3 separate regions of the Ovis aries genome follow, and all the other regions are linked to region 3. The links are chromatin contacts, called in public Hi-C maps. All regions are on one chromosome and are shown on one strand. The core of a region is the stretch at or near the end of the contact, and the rest is flanking DNA. Distances in the headings are between cores, read along the strand shown. Region 1 holds the start of IGSF9 (immunoglobulin superfamily member 9). Region 2 has its middle 27 kb from the start of PIGM. Region 3 holds the start of DUSP23 (dual specificity phosphatase 23).

Region 1 (3,543 bases), core at 194-2,693, 170 kb after region 3:
AAAACCCCTAGAAAGTTCCCCGCACAGATCCTTGCCTCATTTCTGCAGCCTCTGTGAACCCTACGAGCTGGGAATCTTGTACCTCTTTCTCCACTCAACCTCCCAATACTGCTTTAGCCATGAATGCGTCAGACACTTGGGAGAGGAGCTCCCATTCCATCTGCTGGTTTGGGGGTGCCCAGGCAGCATTCTCCAGGTCTGGGCACGTCCCAGGGCTTGTGAGCTGGCGGCTGGTGCCACTTCCTCTTCCTGATGCTGCCAAGGCAGCCCTCCGTCTTGCCAGACACCATGACCCAAGTTCCTCCCATTTTTCTCTCCCTCCAGCATCCTCGGGGCCCAAGGTTTGCCAGGCTCTCGCTTCCCCAACCCCAGAGGCATGGCCCATATGAAGCTAAAAAGCCCGAGTCCCTAGGGTGTACAGAGTGAGCCCTGGTGGCTGGAGGGGAGGAGGTCCTGACAGCCCCAGGGCCTAAGCATCTAGGGAAGTCACAGTGGGGTGGTGCTGCCTTGGACCTGGCAGACCCAAGTGGACTCTGCTCTATAGGCCTCCACCCCGCTCCTGGCCTCACAGGTCAAGACAGGCTGTAAAACCTCCCCCATGTCCCCCAGCCTGATCCCTGCCTCTACTGAGGGGCCCTGCACATCTAACTCCTGATAAGTCACCAGCAAGCAGCCCCCGGCTTCCCACTGCCCCAAGTTCTCCCATACGTCACAGACATATCTTCTTCTAAATGCATAAGAACTCCCAGTTCCCTCCTGGCTCAGTGTTCCGAAAACCCTAGTAAACCCAGGTTTGCCCAGAATCCCTCTGTTTTTCCTAAGAGCTTTCCAACTCTTCTGCCGCCACTAGGCTTCGCCTGCTCTCCCCACCCAGCACCCTCTCATTCTCCCATCCCAGTTATCCCCACTTCTCTCAACCTTCCCCACCCCCCACAATTCCCACTCTTCGCACCTGATCTCCAATTGCACCAGATCCTCGGTGCTTCGAGGAACTCCCGGTCTCCCCCAGAATCGCCACCCGCCCACTTCTCCCATCCTCTCCTCCGTGGAATGCTCCTGCCTCAGCCCACAATACACTTCTGATACCCCGCCCTCAATTCTCTTCTCCCTTGCCGTCTCCGGACCCCTGGAACTCCTCCTTGCGTCTGGAACCCACCAAGAACGAACCCCCCTCCCCACCTCCACACACACACACACACACACTACTTCCGAACTCCCCCAATTCTCCGGAGTCACCATCCACCCACCAAGAATTCCACTTCACTCCCCAGAACTCCCCTAGTTCTGCTCCCCCAAAGAATTCCACAATTCCCCCGCTTTCTCCTGTCCCCCATAACTCCCGCACTGTTCATCCCCTCGCTGGCACCCCCATTCCACTGCCCCCAGAACACCCCCGCCCTCACCTGCTCCGCACCGCTCGGCCTCACTCTTCCAGCTACACAATAGGGGGCGGGCCCGCCTCCCCGCCTCGGATGCCCCGAGCGCCTCCCGTCGCCCTGGAGACCGCCAATCCCCCTCCCGCGGCGGCCAATTGGAGCTAGCAGAAGGCGAGGCGAGGCGGGCGCGACCCCCGAGCGGCCTGGGAATTGTAGTTTCGGGAGAGCAGGGCTCCGTGGCACGTGGGCCCGGGTCGCCCCCTGGTGGAGCTCGATACAACGAAGCGTGGAAAGACCGATCGGTCGGCCGCTTCCCGCTGCAAGCTTGCGCGGCTAAGCGGGTCAAGGCCCGGGCTCCCGGGGTCGCAGGAGCCGACCCGTAGCTGGTTCCTTGCACTCCTTCCTTCCTGGGTAAGCCACCTTAGACGTCCTCCCTTCGCCTAACGGGCTTAACCGCAGATGCGGCAGCTAGGGTTGAAACTCGAACCTGGCGGGCAGAAGCACCAGGCAGGGAGCAGGACTCCCCGCCCTCCTCCCAGAGGATCCACCCCGCCCCTCTGATCTCCTCCCCCATCCCCATCGCCACCTCCACCTCCACTTATTCTTCTCTGGCCGGACTGGAAATACCTGTCTGCACTGGCGAGCTCCCAAATCTTGCCCAGGCGCCTCCCACTGTGTGCAGAGGGGAAGGCAGCGTTCCCAGCCTGAGGTTGCCAAGTCAGCTCCCAGCACCAACCACCCAGAGAAACGAGTCCAGAGGGAAGAAACTAGAGAGAGACATCCTGGCACGGGAGATTGGGAGAGGAGGACTGAAATAAACGATCACTTATTGAGCCCCTGCAGGGAGCCAGACCCTGGACTACATGCTTCAGGACTCCTATGTGACCTGTACGGAAACTCTGTGAAGTATGTAAAGCTCCGTGTGACAGATAAGAAAACTGAGGTAGTACAGGGTGAAGTAACCTCCCCAAGAACACAGGGCAGAGCTGGAGTGAATCCCAGCCTAGACTCCGTCAAACCCACCCACCTTGGGGACTTCAAACTCAGGCAGAAATACATCTTGCATGTCAGCCCTGCAGCCTTCTCTGCTTCCTCAACTTGGTGCTGTCTTGGGGATGCAGGGTCATGACTCCTTCCCTACCACAAATCTGAAATTTAAAGATGCTTGCTCCTTGGAAGAAAAGCTATCACCAACCTAGATAGGGTAAAAGCTGAGACATCACTTTGCCGACAAAGGTCTGGATAGTCAAAGTTAGGGTTTTTCCAGTAGTCATCTATGGATGTGAGAGTGGGACCATAAAGAAGGTTGAGCGCCAAAGAATTGATGCTTTCTAACTGCAGAATTGGAGAAGACTCTTGAGAGTCCCTTGGACTGCAAAGAGATCAAACAAGTCAATCATAAAGGAAATCAGTCCTGAATATTCACTGGAAGGACTGATGCTGAAGCTGAAGCTCCAGTCTTTTGGCCACATGATATAAAGAGCTGATTCACCGGAAAACACCCTGATGCTGGGAAAGATTGAAGGCAGGAGGAGAAGGGGGTAACAGAGGACGAGATGGTTGGTTGGAGTCACTGTCTCAATGGATGTGAGTTTACGCAAGCTCTGGGAGATGGTGAAGGACAGGGAAGGCTGGTGTGCTGCAGTCCATGGGGTTGCAAAGAGTCGGACACAACTGAGCAACTGAACAACAACAAAAGCCTGTCCTGGCGCTCCCCTGGAAGCCTTCCCTAAAAGCAGCGTGCTAATCTCACCCCGGTCTGAACTCCTGCCACTCACAGAGTGCACCAGGCATTTGATTCCCAGTCGTACCCATGGCACCAAGAAGACCCAACAGGATGGGTCTGACCACAGCTCACACCAGTATCCCTTCCACATCCTCCCTTCCGGGTGGTCGTCCAGCCCTTTCCGACTAAATTCTGGCCTAAGAAGCTTACCACCCCTTGTAGTAATTCATTCCATCTTCAGGGACTTGACTGCTGGAAAGTTCTAAAGGTGTAAAGATCTGGGTGCTTTTCACCACCTGAGATGAAAATGTGGGAAGGGAGTGAAGGAGGGGAGCAGGCAAGAGCAATGGAATGATTTCTCTCACTATCCCTCCAGCAGAGTCTCTCAAAGTGGCCCTTCAAATGTTACAATGTGACAAACCGACCTAATGGTGCTGAGAC
Region 2 (3,388 bases), core at 870-3,369, 240 kb after region 3:
GCCATTCTCTGAGTTTTGAGACATTTCCTTTCTTTAATTAGCAGACTGCTAGTAGCTGCCGTCTATGGGGTCGCACAGTCGGACATGACTGAAGCGACTTAGCAGCAGCAGCAGCAGTAGCTATATAACATCCAGCTAAAGACTAGTAGGGGGGCACTCTTTCTGCCCCCTTCTGATGTCTGGACACGCTTTCTGCCCCCTTCTGATGTCTATGTCAGAAGCTTTCTCTATCTCTTTTATACTTAATAAGACTTTTTTGCACTGAAGCTCTGAGTGATCAAGCCTCATCTCTGGCACTGGATTGAATTCTTCTCCAGAGACCAAGAATCCCAGCGTCTTTCATGGTTCAGCAACAACCTTTCAATCCCTTCCTCCCCTCAGTCAACTGCTCTGGGGCCTGAGCTCTCAGGCCTGCTTATGCAAGACACCCCACCACCACCACCACCAACCCCCCCCCCCCCCCCCCCACCTACCTCCCTGTGAGTCTGGGATAGGGAGAACTACGACCCAGGACTGACATTCACTACCATCCTCTGGGGCCTTCCTGGGGGCCAATGAAACAGACACCGGGGGCCAGATCTTGTTGGGAAAAGGGAAAAGCAGGCTCTGGGTGGCAATTCAGGTAATTAAACCAGATCACATGCCACACAGAACAAAGGACTAGGGCAAGGGGGTGGCTGGCTGCTCGACCCTCCCTGGTCATACACCCCGGCCTCTGAGTCTCTGCAGCCTCCGTGGCAAAAGTGTCCTTGCCCTTCCTGGGAGCATGTACGCCTGATTCTGATCACTTTAGGGTCTGCTGTTCTCTTCTGCTCTTCCCCAAATCAGGCTGACGCTGCGCCTCCCAGGTCCCTGCCCCTCCCTTCCTCAGTGGCTTAGACCATGGGCACCAGGACTGCAGAGGGGGCTGCACTGTGAATGGCTCCCTGACCACCAGTCCCACCAACCCTCTCACCCGCCCAGCCTCACCTGGGAGGTCAGCTATTTGTGTTTCATTGGTGGAGAAATGGAAACAATTTGAGGATCTCTGGTGCTTCAGATGGTGAAGCATCTGCCTGCTATGCAGGAGACCTGGGTTTGACCCCTGGGCCAGGAAGATCCCCTGGAGAAGGGAATGGCAACCTACTCCAATATTCTTGCCTGGGCAATTCCACAGACAGAGGAGCCTGGTGGGCTACAGTCCATGGGATTGCAAAGAGTCAGATACAACTGAGCGACTGACACTTAGGGCCCCAGCGCTTGTGAACCAGACTAAAGATGATGGGCATCAGAAAAGCAAAACAAGGGTGAGTGTGTGCAAGAGGGCTCTGAGGTGACTGAGCGGTGGCTTAACTTAGCAAATCACCTTCTAACAGGCTCCCCTGCCTCCAGCTCCCATCTCCTCACCTCTCCCAGAGTCAATCTTTGTATAATTCAAATCTGACTGTGTCTCTCCCTTGAGGAAATCTTGCAATAATTTCCCTCCTGCTGGCAGGGGAATCCTGGCTCTCAGGCATACCAACCTGCAGCCCTGCCTCTCTCCACGAGAGATGGGGATTCTCAGTCCCCACCTGGGACCCTAAGCCTGGCCTTACCTGGAGCTGGCCGGCCCCAGCACTGTGTTCCATGGCACAGGGCCTCACATGTCCTTCCCTGCCTTCTCACCTGGCTGGCCCCTCTCACCCTTCGAGACTCACCTTCCCGGCAAGGCCTGCCCTGCTCTGTCCGGCACGTGCCTCACAGCTCCCGCCAGTCCTCTGGGCAGACGTCTAGCCCAGCATTTGTCACTGTGCGCCAATGGTCTGTTTGCTTTCTCCCCTACCTTTGAGCGTCTTAAAGGCAGGGACCACATATTACTCATCTGTACCCAGTCCTGGCTCCATAAAGGCTGAAAGATGAAACCATAAATGAACATAGAAATGAAAGCGGTAGTAACTCCTCCCCTTACGTCCCACCAGAGCCAGCCCAATGAAGGGATCAAGGAGAGGCCAGAGGGTAAGCGCTGCCTTGGTGACCCCAGTGGTCGAATAACCACCACTTAATCCTGGGACCCTGACATGATGGATGGACGCCGTTTCCCACACACCATCAGGCTGTGTTTCCTCGGATGGGAGGGGCTGCTGGAGCTGGCCCAGCGCCACCTGGTGGACAGAATCTCCACTGCACGCCCCACCGAGGAACCCAGCAACCGCCTCCATCCCCCTCCCCACCCCCAACTCCCCACCCTTCCTGGGGGAAAGCCCTTGAAGATCCCAGCTCTGGATTGCCAGCCCAGAGGATACCGGGGCCACCCCCAGAAGGTCAGGCCATAGGGTGTAGGGTGTCAGACCACAGTGTCACTGTCTGGGGAGAGAAAGCTGAAAACAACCTTCCTCTCTCGCCCACAGCAAAAGGTTCTCTACATTAACCATCAAGGCCTGCAATTCACCCAGGGGGTGATCCTTGTATCCTAGAGTTCCAGGTAGAGACAACTGCCTGGAAATCTCAGAACTGCTCCAAAGGTTACTGCCCAAGGAGGGAAAAGTTGGTTCAAGCAACTGGTTTTCCTGAAATGCCCCTCGCCCCCAACCCCCAATCTTTATGAGAGGAAACACCCAGATCCCCACCCCGAGTCCACCAGTCCAGATCTGTGATGTTGCACCGATCACAAGCTGTTTTGGAGACCACAGCAAGGGGAGTAAATGATCCCCTTATGAAGATTTGGGAGGCAGCTCAGAGGCTAGAAGCTAGTGGCTATGAGGTCAAGGTCTTTGTGTGGCCAGGCCAGTTTAGATGCCCACTCCACCTCCTTTACAGTTCGCCCGAGCCCAAATGGACCACGACTTCACCCAACGTCCACCTCGGGTCCCAGACCAGTGTCTGCCTTCTGGACAGGAATCCTCTTCTTCCAACTTTTCCCCTCATCTCCGTCTCCCCTGACAGTAAAATTAGGACTCTTGGAATATAACTCAGGGATACATTATGACTTTCATGGGCCATAGGCATTTTGGTCTTTGTCAGCCTCTTGCTCAGTTAAAAATAATTTTTTAAAAAATTATATTTCAAGATTGTCAGTATAAAAACAAATATAATATACAATGGATTCATTATTCATTTTTATAATTACATTTATTTTGATTTCAAAAGAAATTAAATTTAAATAGTCTTCATGAGCCCCTCCCACTCAATATCGTGGCCCCTAGACACGTGATTCCCATGCCTCATGGGCAAATCATGCCCTGCAGAACTGAAGCCCCCACTGCACAGGTGCACAAACTGGCCTATCCCCTGAGGTGCCCACGCCTGTGCCCTTGGTCAGCATCGGCACCTGCAGCAGCCCCAGTGGACCTCAGGGGAGCCTAGGGAGTTTTCTTTTAAGGGGACAGTGACAGTGATCCTGGTGGCCTCTTCGCTTCTCCCTGAACACCAC
Region 3 (3,445 bases), core at 17-2,516:
CGTGCGGCTCTTCCAGAAAGCACCTGGCATGGGGCCTGGTACATAGGCAAATTCAATAACGGTTAACTATTTTCATAATTACAATTAGTCTGATTACTAGAAGCACATTGTTCAAATGAGGATATGAAACATTCAGATCACAATTAAGACACTGTGTTCAAATCTACTTCCCCACCTTCTATGAATGACACACAGAAACTCTAGCCTCTCCAGGGAAGGGTGACTCACAGAACCTGGGACTTAGGAAACATGAAGAGAAATTAAGAAATCCTGCAACTGTTTAAAATAAATTAATTAATTAATTAAAATAAAGAAATCGTGCAACTATTTAACCCACTGAGGGGCATGAGGATGGTTATGTAAAGAGGCAGTAACCTTCTGTTTAACTTTAGAATACAATACTGTTTTGTTAAAGATTCCGGAGCCAGAGTGCTAGGCTTCAAATCCCCTGCCACCAGTTATCTCTTGGTCAAGTTCCTGAACCTCTCCAGAGCTTTAGTGTTCTCATCTGTAAAACAGAGTTAATTAGATTACCTACCTCATAAGATTATTGTGGCAATTATATCAGTTAATACATGTAAAGCACTTAGGATAATACCTGACACATAGTAAATGGTCAATTTGTTAATCCTTTTAAGTTGTTGTCTTTGTTGTTGTTGTTGCTATATAATTACTACCCCGGGTAAGATTTCAGGGCACCAGATGGCGGCAACACGGTTGTATGTTTTTAATTTTCCAGCAGCGGAAAAATGAGAAGAGTCCCCTGTACAACAGTGATTCTCCCTTACTGGACAAGTTCTAAAAGTCACTGATAATGACTTGTCAGAGTCAGTGTAGAGAATATTCCTCCCTTAAGGATGATGTAGATTTACCATCTCTTAAACTCCTGGGCATCCACTGCGACGAAAGTTATGACAGGACCAGGCTCTTGGGCAGTAGGGGCAGATAGCAGGTGGTGCAATAACTCCCACCGACCGCCAGGGAGCAGCAGAGCTCGACCCGGGGTTGCTTCATCCACAGAAAACAATTCTGAATTCCTTCTAGGTTTTCCTTCTTAGCTGTTTCTGCGGCCCACCAATCTCCGTGCGCACCGCTGCAGTAATCCCGCCCATTACTGACAACCCAACCAATCAACGAGTGTCCTGCTTGGGGCCAGAGAGCTCCTCGCGGTCCCTCAGAGCCAGGAGTTCGGCATTCTAGCCCCGCCCCCTAGGCGGCTTGGCCAATCCCCCGCGGCGGTGTAGGACGTCGCCCAGGATCTGTCCCAGAGACCACGTGGTCCCAGGAGGCGCCACTGCCTGGTAGGTGGAGGGTTACCCGGCCTGAAGGCGGGTGGGCCGAGGGGAACCGACCGGCCTCACCCCCGGTGACTCGCTGTCCTGCGCCCTCTTTCAGCCATGGGCGTGCAGCCGCCCAACTTCTCGTGGGTGCTGCCCAGCCGGCTGGCGGGGCTGGCGCTGCCCCGGCTCCCCGCCCACTACCAGTTCCTGCTGGATCAAGGTGTACGGCATCTGGTGTCACTGACGGAGCGCGGGCCCCCGCACAGCGACAGCTGCCCCGGCCTCACCCTGCACCGACTGCGCATCCCAGACTTCTGCCCGCCGGGCCCGGAGCAAATCGACCGCTTTGTGAAGATTGTCCAGGAGGCCAACGCCAGGGGAGAGGTCAGCGGGCGGAGTCAGCGCGGGGAGGGAGGGACTTTGGGAGGAGTCAGCGGGGACACTCGGAGTTGCGGACGTCAAGGCCAGGATTAATTTAACTGGGTTCCAGGAGAAAGACTGAAGGAATGGTGAGGCCAGAAGACTATTGTAACCATTACACCAGTACAGAAAGCCGAAGCGGGAAGAGGGAGGAGTAAAAAGAGGGCCCAGCGGGAGAATTGGGTTTGAGGAGAGGCAACAAAGAACCTGCTAACGTGAGTTGAGAAGGAGAAAGGGTGGACAGACTTTCTCTGGAAAGAAAGGGAGAGATGGGGGTTGAAGTCAAGAGCTATTGAGCAGACTCCAGAGCAAGGTTCTGTCCAAATGTAATGGAGCCTCTTTTAAAAAGGTAAACAAGCAGCAGGAGAAATTCGTCTTGATAGTATAATTTAACCCAGTAAGTCCAAAATAGTCTTTCAACATATAAGCAATATAAAATAAATTCTTAACCAGATATTTTCACTCTTCAGTGCCCTACATCTTTAAAACTTGGTTGTATTTCACAAATGAGGGGCTGGAGAGTGTTGGGAGGGTGTCGAGCTCCACCCCACCCAGCTCCCCCTTCGCAGGCGGTGGCAGTGCACTGTGCCCTGGGCTTTGGCCGCACTGGCACCATGCTGGCCTGTTACCTGGTGAAGGAGCGGGGCCTGGCTGCGGGAGACGCCATCGCTGAGATCCGGCGCCTTCGACCCGGCTCCATCGAGACCTATGAGCAAGAGAAGGCGGTCTTCCAGTTCTACCAGCGAACGAAATAAGGGGCCTCCGTACCCTTCTGCCAGGCCCCCGCGGCCCTGATCTGTGCGTTAGCTGGGGCCAGAGACGCGGAAGTGGACTGAGTGCCAAGCTCTCCAGTACCCAGCTGGCCTAAGAGACTGAAGGAGCCCTTCCCTGCAGGCAGGTCCTGGTAGGAGGAGTGGCTGGAGCTGCACTGATGTGGGGGTCCCTCTGCTGCTGCCTTGAATAAATGACTTAAAGAACAGCTCGCATTGCATAGCACTTTACAGAGTGCTCCCACACATCAAATTTTTGAGCTTCTCAGTAGCCCTGTAATAAACAAAAAGCTCCCCGGTAGCTCAGCTGGTAAAGAATCTGCCTGCAATGTGGGAGACCTGGGTTCAATACCTGGTTTGGGAAGATCCTCTCCGGAGGGCGTGGCAACCTACTCCTGTATTCTTGCCTGGAGAATCGCCATGGACAGAAGAGCCTGGGGGCGCTACAGTCCATGGGGTCGCGAAGAGTCAGACACAACTGAGTGAGTAAGCACAGCACAGCACAAAGGAAAAGCAGAAACCATCCCTGTTCTTTGGATGAGGTGGCCAAGGCTCAGAAAGCTCCAAGGTCACACTTCTGGAAAGTAGAAGTGTGGGCCAGGACTATAGCAGGCATTTTCAGCCTTTTAAAGATGCTGAAACTTATGTATCTGCCCTCTGAAAATATTTGATGTGTCTTCTGGGGAACTGGTCGGTGAAGAGGAAACCAATCCCTGGCAACCCAGGGTCTCTGATGCTGGCAGGCCAGGAGGGTACCTGTGGACGCAGCCCTTCAGTCCTGCCCACATGCCCCATGTGTGTCACCTCTTTAGCCCTCTTAAGACAGAGAAGGCGTGGATGCTGTGTTCACAGAGAATCACCATCTCTGCCTCCCTGGGTCTGGGCGCCTCTCCCCAGCCTTAGGCTGCTCGGCTCACCTGTGACCTCCAGCCCATTATGCTGCCCCACAGCTGAGGCTGAGGAGTGCCAGAACCC

Evidence for each region. A called contact is a pair of places that touch in the nucleus more often than the background predicts.
Region 1: a Hi-C map of skin fibroblasts shows a contact between it and region 3, with 2.4 times the contacts expected there. The contact joins the promoter of IGSF9 here to the promoter of DUSP23 in region 3. A contact is called at or near these places in 2 of 16 Hi-C or Micro-C datasets (skin fibroblasts and tail adipose tissue).
Region 2: a contact with region 3 is called in a Hi-C map of liver, with 6 times the contacts expected there. The contact joins the enhancer-like site here to the promoter of DUSP23 in region 3. A contact is called at or near these places in 9 of 16 Hi-C or Micro-C datasets (blood, hypothalamus, liver and 4 more).

What each region holds. Positions count from the first base shown.
Region 1 is chr1:110,965,136-110,968,678 of ARS-UI_Ramb_v3.0, forward strand. It overlaps IGSF9 (immunoglobulin superfamily member 9), which reads right to left and starts at 1,444. Exons shown (of 21, transcript XM_042256302.2): 1 at 953-1,444.
Region 2 is chr1:111,033,267-111,036,654 of ARS-UI_Ramb_v3.0, forward strand. No RefSeq gene overlaps it. Among named protein-coding and RNA genes, the nearest start is that of PIGM, 27 kb to the right of the region's middle. Within about 2 kb of position 2,120, at least 3 of the 54 cell types and tissues checked have an H3K27ac peak or open chromatin away from gene starts, as enhancers often do. A contact at or near this core is called in liver, where this site is marked.
Region 3 is chr1:110,793,501-110,796,945 of ARS-UI_Ramb_v3.0, forward strand. DUSP23 (dual specificity phosphatase 23) reads left to right here and starts at 1,267. Exons shown (of 3, transcript XM_027976885.3): 1 at 1,267-1,301; 2 at 1,396-1,664; 3 at 2,270-3,445. The coding sequence starts at 1,398. The coding sequence ends at 2,455.